3 separate regions of the Mus musculus genome follow, and regions 1 and 3 are each linked to region 2. A link is a contact called in public Hi-C data. All regions are on one chromosome and are shown on one strand. Each heading gives the region's core, a stretch centred on a gene start, on an enhancer-like site or on the middle of the called end of the contact. The rest is flanking DNA. Distances are from core to core; before and after follow the strand shown. Region 1 overlaps Gm5432 (a long non-coding RNA gene). Region 2 has its middle 96 kb from the start of Gm48606. Region 3 has its middle 42 kb from the start of Mir6387.

Region 1 (3,119 bases), core at 246-2,745, 300 kb after region 2:
GAGGCTAACCCCTCTGGGTGGCTGACCTGGACTCACTCCCTCTGTGGAGACCATGCCACTGGGCTCAAGCAAGGAGTGACAGACACCATGAGGTAAGATAATATTCTGGTGATTTCTTTCTGTTGCCTTCTTTTGAACTTATCTCATTCCCTCTGAGACTTTGGCTCATCATGGGGTATTTCTCTCATATTTTGGTCCTCAGTGGGCTTCAGTGACCCTGTTTTCTTTTTGACATTTAGACTGTGAGGTTAAGGCCTGCTGCTTTTATTGACCTTCAGGTGTCTTTTTTGTTTGTCTTATTTTTTATTACTTCCTTTATTTATTTATTTATTTTGAGAATTCTGTGCATAGATATGCATATACAATTTAAATGGAATTTCCTTATCTGGATTGACAACGACCCCTCTGAGACCCAAAGATCATGTAATGACGTTTTTACCTCAACATCAGGCATGTGAAGCCCTCCTTTGCATTGTTGGTGAGAACGTCTAAGAGACTCCCAAAACATAGAGCCTATTGTTATTGGCCTTGGTTGCCTCTCAGAGGTGTAAGGTAAGTCCCTATTGCTGAAGGTATCATGCACTTCAGATGTAGGACCCAGGGTTACCTGAGCTGGAACTAAGCCAAATGCCTTTCCCTAGAAACTAGTTTTCATGGTACCAGACAACGCCATGCAAGCTGCCAAGGGAAAGAAACAGCCAACAGTCCTACCCAGCCGTGTTGACTATGAACCACAGCCATGCTCAGCATGGTAAAATAGCCCTAAGGATGCAGCAGTTCTCTAACTGGGCCTAAGATCCTTTTTTTGTTTTTGGTTTTTCGAGACAGGGTTTCTCTGTGTAGCCCTGGATGTCCTGGAACTCACTTTGTAGACCAGGCTGGCCTTGCTTCCCGAGTGCTGGAATTTAAAGGCGTGTGCCACCATGCCCGGCTGGGCCTAAGAGCCTTAAACAAGAAGAAAACCAAGTCTTACAAGTATCTTAATTTCCCTTACTCGTTTTCTGTGACTAGGAGGCATGCATCTCATACTTGAACTTTACCTGAAGCTGGGAATGGTGGCTTGCTGCAAATTTGCAGTCAGCCTTGCCTGTACATGAGATCCAGGCCAGCCTAGGTTCCAGACTGAGAGTCAGTCTCAGAAGGAAAGCTGGTCCTTAGTAAGATTCTGGCTAATCAGAATATGAACACTGACACAACCTCAATACTCAAGGTCTCTTTTGAAATGTACAAGGATCAGAAGTCAGCCTGGGGGTGGGGTCGGGGTTCTGCACGCCTCTCCTGAGAAGACCGGGGACCAGCTCACCTGTGTCTCCAGCCAGGATGATAGACACGCACCGCAGAAAGCGCCTCTTCTCCCATTGTGGGCCCGCTTTCCTCTATGGAGTCAGCTCTCCTGAGCTGTGAACCACAGCCATTTCTGCAAGCTTTGGAGCCTGCGGGCTGAGGACATGAATGAACTGAGTCATTCCACAGAGCTTCATTAATTTTAAGGCAGTTTAAGATATCTGAGTCACAGGCTTCAGTCATTTAGACTTTCCCAGCTGCCACTGTGCTTGCCCACACACGTTTCTCTTCAAAGATTGCATCTGTGGCTAGATGTGTGGCACTGCCCACTCTCCATCAGTTTCTGAGAGAAATCAACCTCAGAGATGGATGCAAGGGTGACAAGATATCCATTTGCCGTGTGCATCTTAGCCTGCAGGAGGGTTTAATGAAATTAGCAGTCAGTTGTCTTCATTCACATTCATTCCACCACAGACATGTGAAATTCCAAATTCTATACCCAACATAATATTGTACCCAGCCTCCCAAGGAAGCTCAGCTATGCCATATGGTGACTCCACTCACTACACAATATTTAGCAACTTGGTGAACAAGGAATGAATCATATCTTAACCATCTTGGCCAAATATTGTTTTATATAGCAACAGTATTAGTAATATATATGTTTTACTAAAAAAAAAAAAAAAAAAAAAAAAAAAAAAAAAAAACAGTAGTACTTCCTGCTACGCCCACTGAAAATTAAGAACTAGACCTCACTGGAAGTAGACTGCACAATAAAAGAGTTCTTGCTCATTAGCAATCTTCAGTTCAACACTGCACTATACATACGATACTCATTAGCAATCTTCAGTTCAACATTGCACTGTACATATGATACATTCAGAATGTCTGCTTTTTCTTTTCCTCCAGAGCAGCTGCTAGGATTGAGCAATAGTCTCCCAGGGTAACAGAGCAAGGAATCCTGGGGCATTTCCCTGATTCTGAAAAACAAAGAACTTGTAGCCACAAGGAGAGGAGTCCTGAAGCTCTCTCCTTCCTACTAGAGAGAATCCCTTATAATCCCAGGAAAACAAAAGCCTTATCCAGTCTCTGTTGGGGGAAGGTGTCCTGTGGGGACTGGGTGACCACTTTCCTCCTGGAGCCTCAAGTTTGTCATTCAACAAAGATAATGAAAAAATTGTTAAAACATAATGTTGCAGGCTAAATCCTTGTTGTAGAAGATGTAGGGACTGTCTGGGACACGTACATTCACACACACACACAAACACACACACACACACACACACACACACACACACACACACACACACATAGTTATCATCCCATTCAGTAAACATACAAGTTGACAACTGAAAGATGCTGAGATTGTTGCAATCAAGTGTGATGTGACTCTGGTAGAGCCATATGCTGAGTAGACTATCTCACAAAGAATAGCAGCTCTACAGGAGAGTCCCTGAAGATGCCCAAAATGAAGTGTGAATGATCAAACATAATTAGGGAGGAAAAAATGTTATTTATTCCAGTCAAGAACTTGATCCTTTCTTATTGGAGAATAGAATGTAGTGACATAGAGTTGCAGGGAATAGGCTATCTTTATAGCAATCAAGGAATATGGGATAGCATTACTAAGCTAAAGCATTATTTTATGAATATCAAGGAAGGTTTTAAGGAATTCTATTCTACAGCAGCAGCAACTCATCTCACCCCACTCTTTTGAAAACCACTGTACCCATCTCAGTGGGAAAATTGTTAGCTGGGCAAAACTGAGCTGGTTAGAACTTGCAGGGAAGAAAACCACTGTACTTCATCTGGATTTTTCAGCATTCATACCTAGG
Region 2 (2,892 bases), core at 107-2,606:
GACTAGCTACTTTGAATTCCTGCTTCATCTTTCCTTGATGATGGAATATAACCTGGACTTGTAGTCTAAAAAACCCTTTCCATTCTTTGATATTTTTGTAGATGCTTTATCACAGTAACAGAATCTCTGGGCAGTAGAATGAAGGGAGATGTTGCCAATAGTAATTAAAAACCAAAATGCATAGCATTCTTCTGTGTCCTTTCTTCAAAATTGCTGATAATCTAAAAAGAAAAACAGAACATCCCACTACAGAATACTTGACAATATCAGGGAGGACCCCATTATCTCTCTAAGGACATCCTTGCCAGAATCCTAGCAAACCAGTCTCTGGCATTTGAGACCACCAAGGTCATCAAAGCTGTTTCTTGACCCATACCTGACCATGGAATATTCATAAGTCTAGAGATCAATGGCACAAAGTATTAATCATGCAATCAGCAATATTAATTAAGCTATTAACCTTGAAGTGGCTTGTTTTGTGTCTGGAGAGAAGAATATGGGCTAAGGGTGTTCTGAGCATTGGGGGAAGGTCAAGCCTAGTAGGATTTTTCAGGCATGATGGTGGATTTGGAACTCTAACCTAAGGAGCATGAGATGCTCCTAAAATGATCTAAGCATGCAGTGACACAATTAGGCTGGTGTTGTAGGCAGACCAACTTGGCTTTTCCCTTGAGAGTCAGTGGTGAGGGCAGAGGTTCAGAACCAACCACAGGAGCCTACATGGTCAGGTTTTGTTTTCTTTTAAATGTATACACTGTGCTTCAGATCTGTCTGAAAAGATAAAGACAGCTGCTCAGGTCCTGGCTGCAAGCCGACAGGGAACTGAAAGGGGCGAAGCTTAAGCATCACAGCACTGCTGTGGTGTGCTCTCCTGGGGTCACAGCAACGTAGAGATATGCATGGCCTTGTCACGGCCATGTAGAGATATGCATGGCCTTAAGGGTGGGGGTGGGGTAGGGCTGGAGGATTCTGTTCGCTTGATGACAGGGGTGGGAGAGGGTGTGGGGTGGAGGGGAGGGATGCCATTAAGGAAGGTACACAGCATGGGGTGCTGCCACAAGGCAAAGCATGAAGTGTAGGACAGATGAAAAGATAAGAATGCAGGCAAGAAGGGGCCAGGTTCTAAAGGATTTGACTGGCACCTGCTGAGACAACACTGCAGGCCAAAATCCTAAAGGAACTGAATTCCAGAGGTTCCCAGTACCAGGCACACAAGTGAATTTGTGAATTAAAAAGGAGAAGTTGAAAAGGTCAGAGCCCCACCCTGGAAGCTTGCATGACAGGTGTCACCCCAGAGGTCTGACTTTTTGCTATTCTGAACACTGGGGGCAGGACAAAGAAACCACCAGTAGCCACAAAGATCTCTTAGATTATTAACTTTGATCCCAGAATCTTAAAGGAGTCTCAGCCCTCAGCTACTCCAGACAATCTTCCGGAGGCAGCAGTCAGCAAGACAAGAAGAGAACATTTTTGTCACAGCACGCCCCCCACCCTCCACCCTGGAGTGTCTGATATCCCCTGCTGCCAGTCTCCAGCTGTCTGTCTAGACTAAGCACAGATTGGACCTGTGAGGTACTGAACACTGTGATCCAGGCCCACTCACTCCTGCCTGACTGCAGGGTGAACGTTCAAGAACAGAATCCAGGCTAGAGAGACGCTTAGGGAAAACTCTCCCCCACCAGGAGTCTTTCAGCATTTGCCACAAAACATGAGCAGAATTTGGATGGAGAATTGGGGCAGAGGCCTTCTTTTTCTTCTCACGATATCTTTAGGTATTTGCAATAAACTATGCTCATCTCTGTTCACTGCAGTGCCTCATCTACAGATGTACACAGGACCATGGAGCTTAGAAGAACCTTGATTCCATACCAGAAATGACCACTTCTCTCTCTCTCTCTCTCTCTCTCTCCCTCCCCCTCCCCCCCACCTCTGTCTGTTCTCTCTCTGTTTCATGCATGCCCACACTCACAGGACCTGCTCCAGTATAAGACCTTGGGAAATTAAAAAATCTCCATGAATGGTAACTTTTTGTTTTCTTTTGTTTTGTTTTTGTTTTGTTTTTGAGACAGGGTTTCTCTGTATAGCCCTGGCTGTCCTGGAACTCACTCTGTAGACCAGGCTGGCCTTGAACTCAGAAGTCAGCCTGCCTCTGCCTCCCAAGTGCTGGGATTAAAGGCGTGTGCCACCACTCCAGCATTTTTTTTTTTTTTTGGTTGAATGGTAACTTTTCAAAGACCAGTTATCTAAATGAATGAGAAATGAACAGTTTCTTTCAGTATTCAAATATATATGAAAGTCTACTTTGAGAGCTAAAGTAGCTTTCCATGGTAACAGCTAGGGATGAGGTGGACCCAGGATAACACAGACACACATACAAACATACATACATACATACATACATACATACATACATACATACACATACATACGGAGAGAGAGGGGGGGAGAGGGAGAGTGAGAGAGGGGGGGTGAGAGGGAGAGGGAGAGAGAGAGGGGGGAGGGAGAGGGAGAGGGAGAGGGAGAGGGAGAGAGAGAGAGAGAGAGAGAGAGAGAGAGAGAGAGAGAGAGAGAGAGAGAGAGAGAGAAACAGGTACATAACGGCACCCACTTCCTCTTTGGTACCTTGCCTGTGTTGCTTCTGTGGCAGGGTCACCTCTCCAGGACTGAGAGTCAGGAAGCTTGCTAGAGATTTCTGAGAGGGATGGACAGCTGCTTCTGACTGTTCTCAGCAGTAGGGGTGCTGAGCTGCCCTCTCCTTAACAGTTCAGACAGAGAGCATGTGTGAGACACGAGGAAGCCCTAGGCTCCCCCACGTATCCACCCTGGGAGAACTCTAGTAGGGCTTTGAGATTCTATATACTGTGATCAGTTGGATGATGTTTTCATATTCCT
Region 3 (2,821 bases), core at 268-2,767, 380 kb after region 2:
CAAATACAGAGGGGAGAAAGGAGTGGAAGCATCCATCATTTCCTGCCTTCCTAGAGGGGATGGGTCTCTCCCAGGGACAGTGCTCTGGACTAGACAGAGAGGCAATGTAGTTAGTTCAGACTTCTCGTGGAACAGGCTGTGACTCGGCAAATTGTTTGTCTCTCTGGGTCTAAAAAAACATTCCTTGACATTCTAAATTTCCACCCAGGCCTGTTATGAAAGCCAATTTTAACTGTCAATTGATTAGATTTAGAAATATCAAGGACACTAAAATATATACCTTTGGGTGTGTCCATGAAGATATATGTCCAGAAATAGTCAACTGATGAGGGCAGACCCTCCCTTCCTTAAATGTATGGGCAGCATCATGTGTGTGGACCTTTGACTGAATAAGTAGAAGAGAGGGATAAAGTGGTGAGTGCTGGCATTCCATGGTCTTGCTTCTGAATCCATTAGGAATCAGTCCCATCAAGAGGAGTCCCAGGTCTGTGTTCCATCATGAGTAGACATAGCCTCTTTAGTTATGAACCAAAAGGAAACTTTCCCCATTTCACTGTTTCTCTCAGGTGCTTAATCTCAAGAAAGAGAAAAGAAGTTAATACAGGTAGAGAGACTCACTATAGACCAATGCATTCTCACTCTTTAATCTGAGTTAACAATAGTGGGGTCCAATGCATAGTTTTATGATGTGAACTCTGTATGAGAGTTTCTCTGCTGGCTCTGAGTTAAAAAACTTCACAGGTTCTCATTCCACCATTAGACCCCTGTTTTCTTAGGACACGAATGTGGATTAAGAAGACCATCATTGGTCAATGGTCACCTTGAGCCATTAGCACTGATGATTGGACTAAGTGTGTGAGTGGAAGAGAACAAATGGGAAGAAGAGAATATGTGAAGAGGTAGAATGGATGGCTGTGTTGTGTGTGCAGTTTTCAGTTAAGTCTTCCAGCAGGACCAGTTTGCATCATGGAGGAGAATTACATTATTTAGTGGAGTTTGGTGAAGTAACTTAGTAATGACTGTCAAGGGAGAGAGTGCTAGTTCTGGATCTACCACTAACTGACACACATCCTCCCACTTTCTGCTTCTCTACAAAATGAGGCATGTACAAAGTCTTTGCAATGATTGTCTTGTACAAGAGTGTTCTGCTTATTTCTGCTGGTCCCCTGTAGAAAAACACACGGCCACTCAGTATGCTTAAGTTGGTTGGAGAGAGAATTAAAGAAGGAAAGAAACAATAAAGGAAGAAAGAAAGGAAGGAAGGGAGGGAAGGAGGGAGGAAGGAGAGAATCAGTAGTTTCTAATGAACAGCATAGGAAAGCTGAATATAAAAGACGCTAAGAAGACAGAGAAAAAAGCAAAGAAGAGACCAAGACATGGGACAAAAGAGAAGCAAGAAACCAGAGAGACATAACACTGTGGCACTTGGATGCATTTCTAGGCAGCTGCCACCCTGCCATGCCTGGCATGGGCTCCCATCCTCATAGTGATACAGTGTGATGACTTCCTGTGAGGAGAAGCTTCTGTGCCTGGAGCTGATCACATGCCCTGCCTTTCTGCACAGTCACTGCTGTCTCTGTAGAACACTGGAAGTGGAATAATTAACACTTGTTCCCTTGCCAGTGGTGCAGCAGAAGAAACGGGCTCTGAAGCCTACTGCCTGACTGATGGATTGCTGTCCTGCTGTGCTTCCTAAGGGATTACCCGTGCATCCCCACTTCTTGGCAACATAGAGTCAACATGGGAACACTCTGGACATTGGGTTATCTAAGCATGGATCTCGTAAACAAACAAACAAACAAACAAACAAACAAACAAAAAACCCAAAAACACAGAGATCAAACTATGCCAGGAGATGTGTGAGAGAGATCATAATGAGTGTGACAATAGATAGCAAAGCTCTTTCAGAATCATCATCAATGGATGAACCTCTCCTCTAATGAATGCATTTTAGCATCACACTAACTTAATGCAAACCCTATGGGACGTCTTCACTTCCAGCAAAGAATTTAATTTTTCGGAACCTTCATGTTTTTACATACAAGGGATGATGGTCCAATCTTGTTGAAGCATAATGAGAATGAAAGGCTTGTCCTGTGCTTGTTGCTCAGGCTCTTTTCCCTGATACCAGGAGAGTCTCAGCAAATGCTGGTTCAATGTCAACCAAAGCATATATATTACTTGACCATCATCATTTTTTAAAAATTTAATAAAAAGTATAGGCTAGAGAAAGAGTTCAGATAGAAAGGCAAGTTTGAGGACCTGAAATAGATTCCAAGGCACCATATAAAAGAAGCCTACCATGGTGGCATGCTCCTATTATCCTGCTGCTGGGAGACAGAGTCATGTGTTGATCCCTGTGGCCAACCTAGCCTTCTTGGCAAAATCTAGGCCATTGAGAAAGCCTGTCTCATTGACAAAGTGGGTGGTGCCTGAGGACAGCCAAAGTTGTCTCCTGGCCTCTGTACACCTGTGTATATACACATATACAAATCTTATATGCCAAACAGTCAGAAAGAAGTAGAAACAACCAGCAGCCAGGGAGGTGCTGTGGCATTGACTCTCTAGCTGAGGGCAGCAAAATTCTTCCTCCAGGCTCTATTTTCTATTGACTTACTTAGCTTTGATGTTAGCTCAGATGTGCAAATTTCCTTCCTCTAGAGCAGTGGTTCTCAACCTGTGGGTCACAACCCCTTTATTAGACACTTACATTACGATTCATAACAGTAACAAAATTACAGTTCTGAAGTAGAAGCCAAAAATAATTATATTGTTGGGGGTCACCACAACATGAGGAACTGTATTAAGGGGTTGTGGCATT

The links. Hi-C and Micro-C count contacts between places; a contact is called where the count stands out from the background.
Region 1: a Hi-C map of cerebral cortex shows a contact between it and region 2, with 2.9 times the contacts expected there. The contact joins two enhancer-like sites. A contact is called at or near these places in 10 of 39 promoter capture datasets (the 3T3-L1 cell line, 3T3-L1-derived adipocytes, the C10 cell line and 6 more), 1 of 15 datasets of contacts at CTCF or cohesin (the NIH/3T3 cell line), 11 of 484 Hi-C or Micro-C datasets (B cells, Th2 cells, centrocytes and 6 more) and 1 of 115 datasets of contacts at active chromatin or transcription factors (embryonic fibroblasts).
Region 3: a contact with region 2 is called in a Hi-C map of cerebral cortex, with 3 times the contacts expected there. The contact joins two enhancer-like sites. A contact is called at or near these places in 4 of 484 Hi-C or Micro-C datasets (cerebral cortex, cortical neurons and ventral hippocampal neurons), 1 of 115 datasets of contacts at active chromatin or transcription factors (pancreatic cancer cells) and 1 of 9 other capture datasets (embryonic stem cells).

What each region holds. Positions count from the first base shown.
Region 1 is chr12:15,831,222-15,834,340 of GRCm38.p6, reverse strand. Gm5432 (a long non-coding RNA gene) reads right to left here. Exons shown (of 3, transcript XR_001780551.2): 2 at 1,304-1,696. Among named protein-coding and RNA genes, the nearest start is that of Gm5432, 16 kb to the right of the region's middle. Within about 2 kb of position 1,495, at least 46 of the 459 cell types and tissues checked have an H3K27ac peak or open chromatin away from gene starts, as enhancers often do. A contact at or near this core is called in cerebral cortex, cortical neurons and hippocampal excitatory neurons, where this site is marked.
Region 2 is chr12:16,134,450-16,137,341 of GRCm38.p6, reverse strand. No RefSeq gene overlaps it. Among named protein-coding and RNA genes, the nearest start is that of Gm48606, 96 kb to the left of the region's middle. Within about 2 kb of position 1,356, at least 68 of the 459 cell types and tissues checked have an H3K27ac peak or open chromatin away from gene starts, as enhancers often do. A contact at or near this core is called in cerebral cortex, cortical neurons, hippocampal excitatory neurons and 1 more, where this site is marked.
Region 3 is chr12:15,757,792-15,760,612 of GRCm38.p6, reverse strand. No RefSeq gene overlaps it. Among named protein-coding and RNA genes, the nearest start is that of Mir6387, 42 kb to the left of the region's middle. Within about 2 kb of position 1,517, at least 38 of the 459 cell types and tissues checked have an H3K27ac peak or open chromatin away from gene starts, as enhancers often do. A contact at or near this core is called in cerebral cortex, cortical neurons and ventral hippocampal neurons, where this site is marked.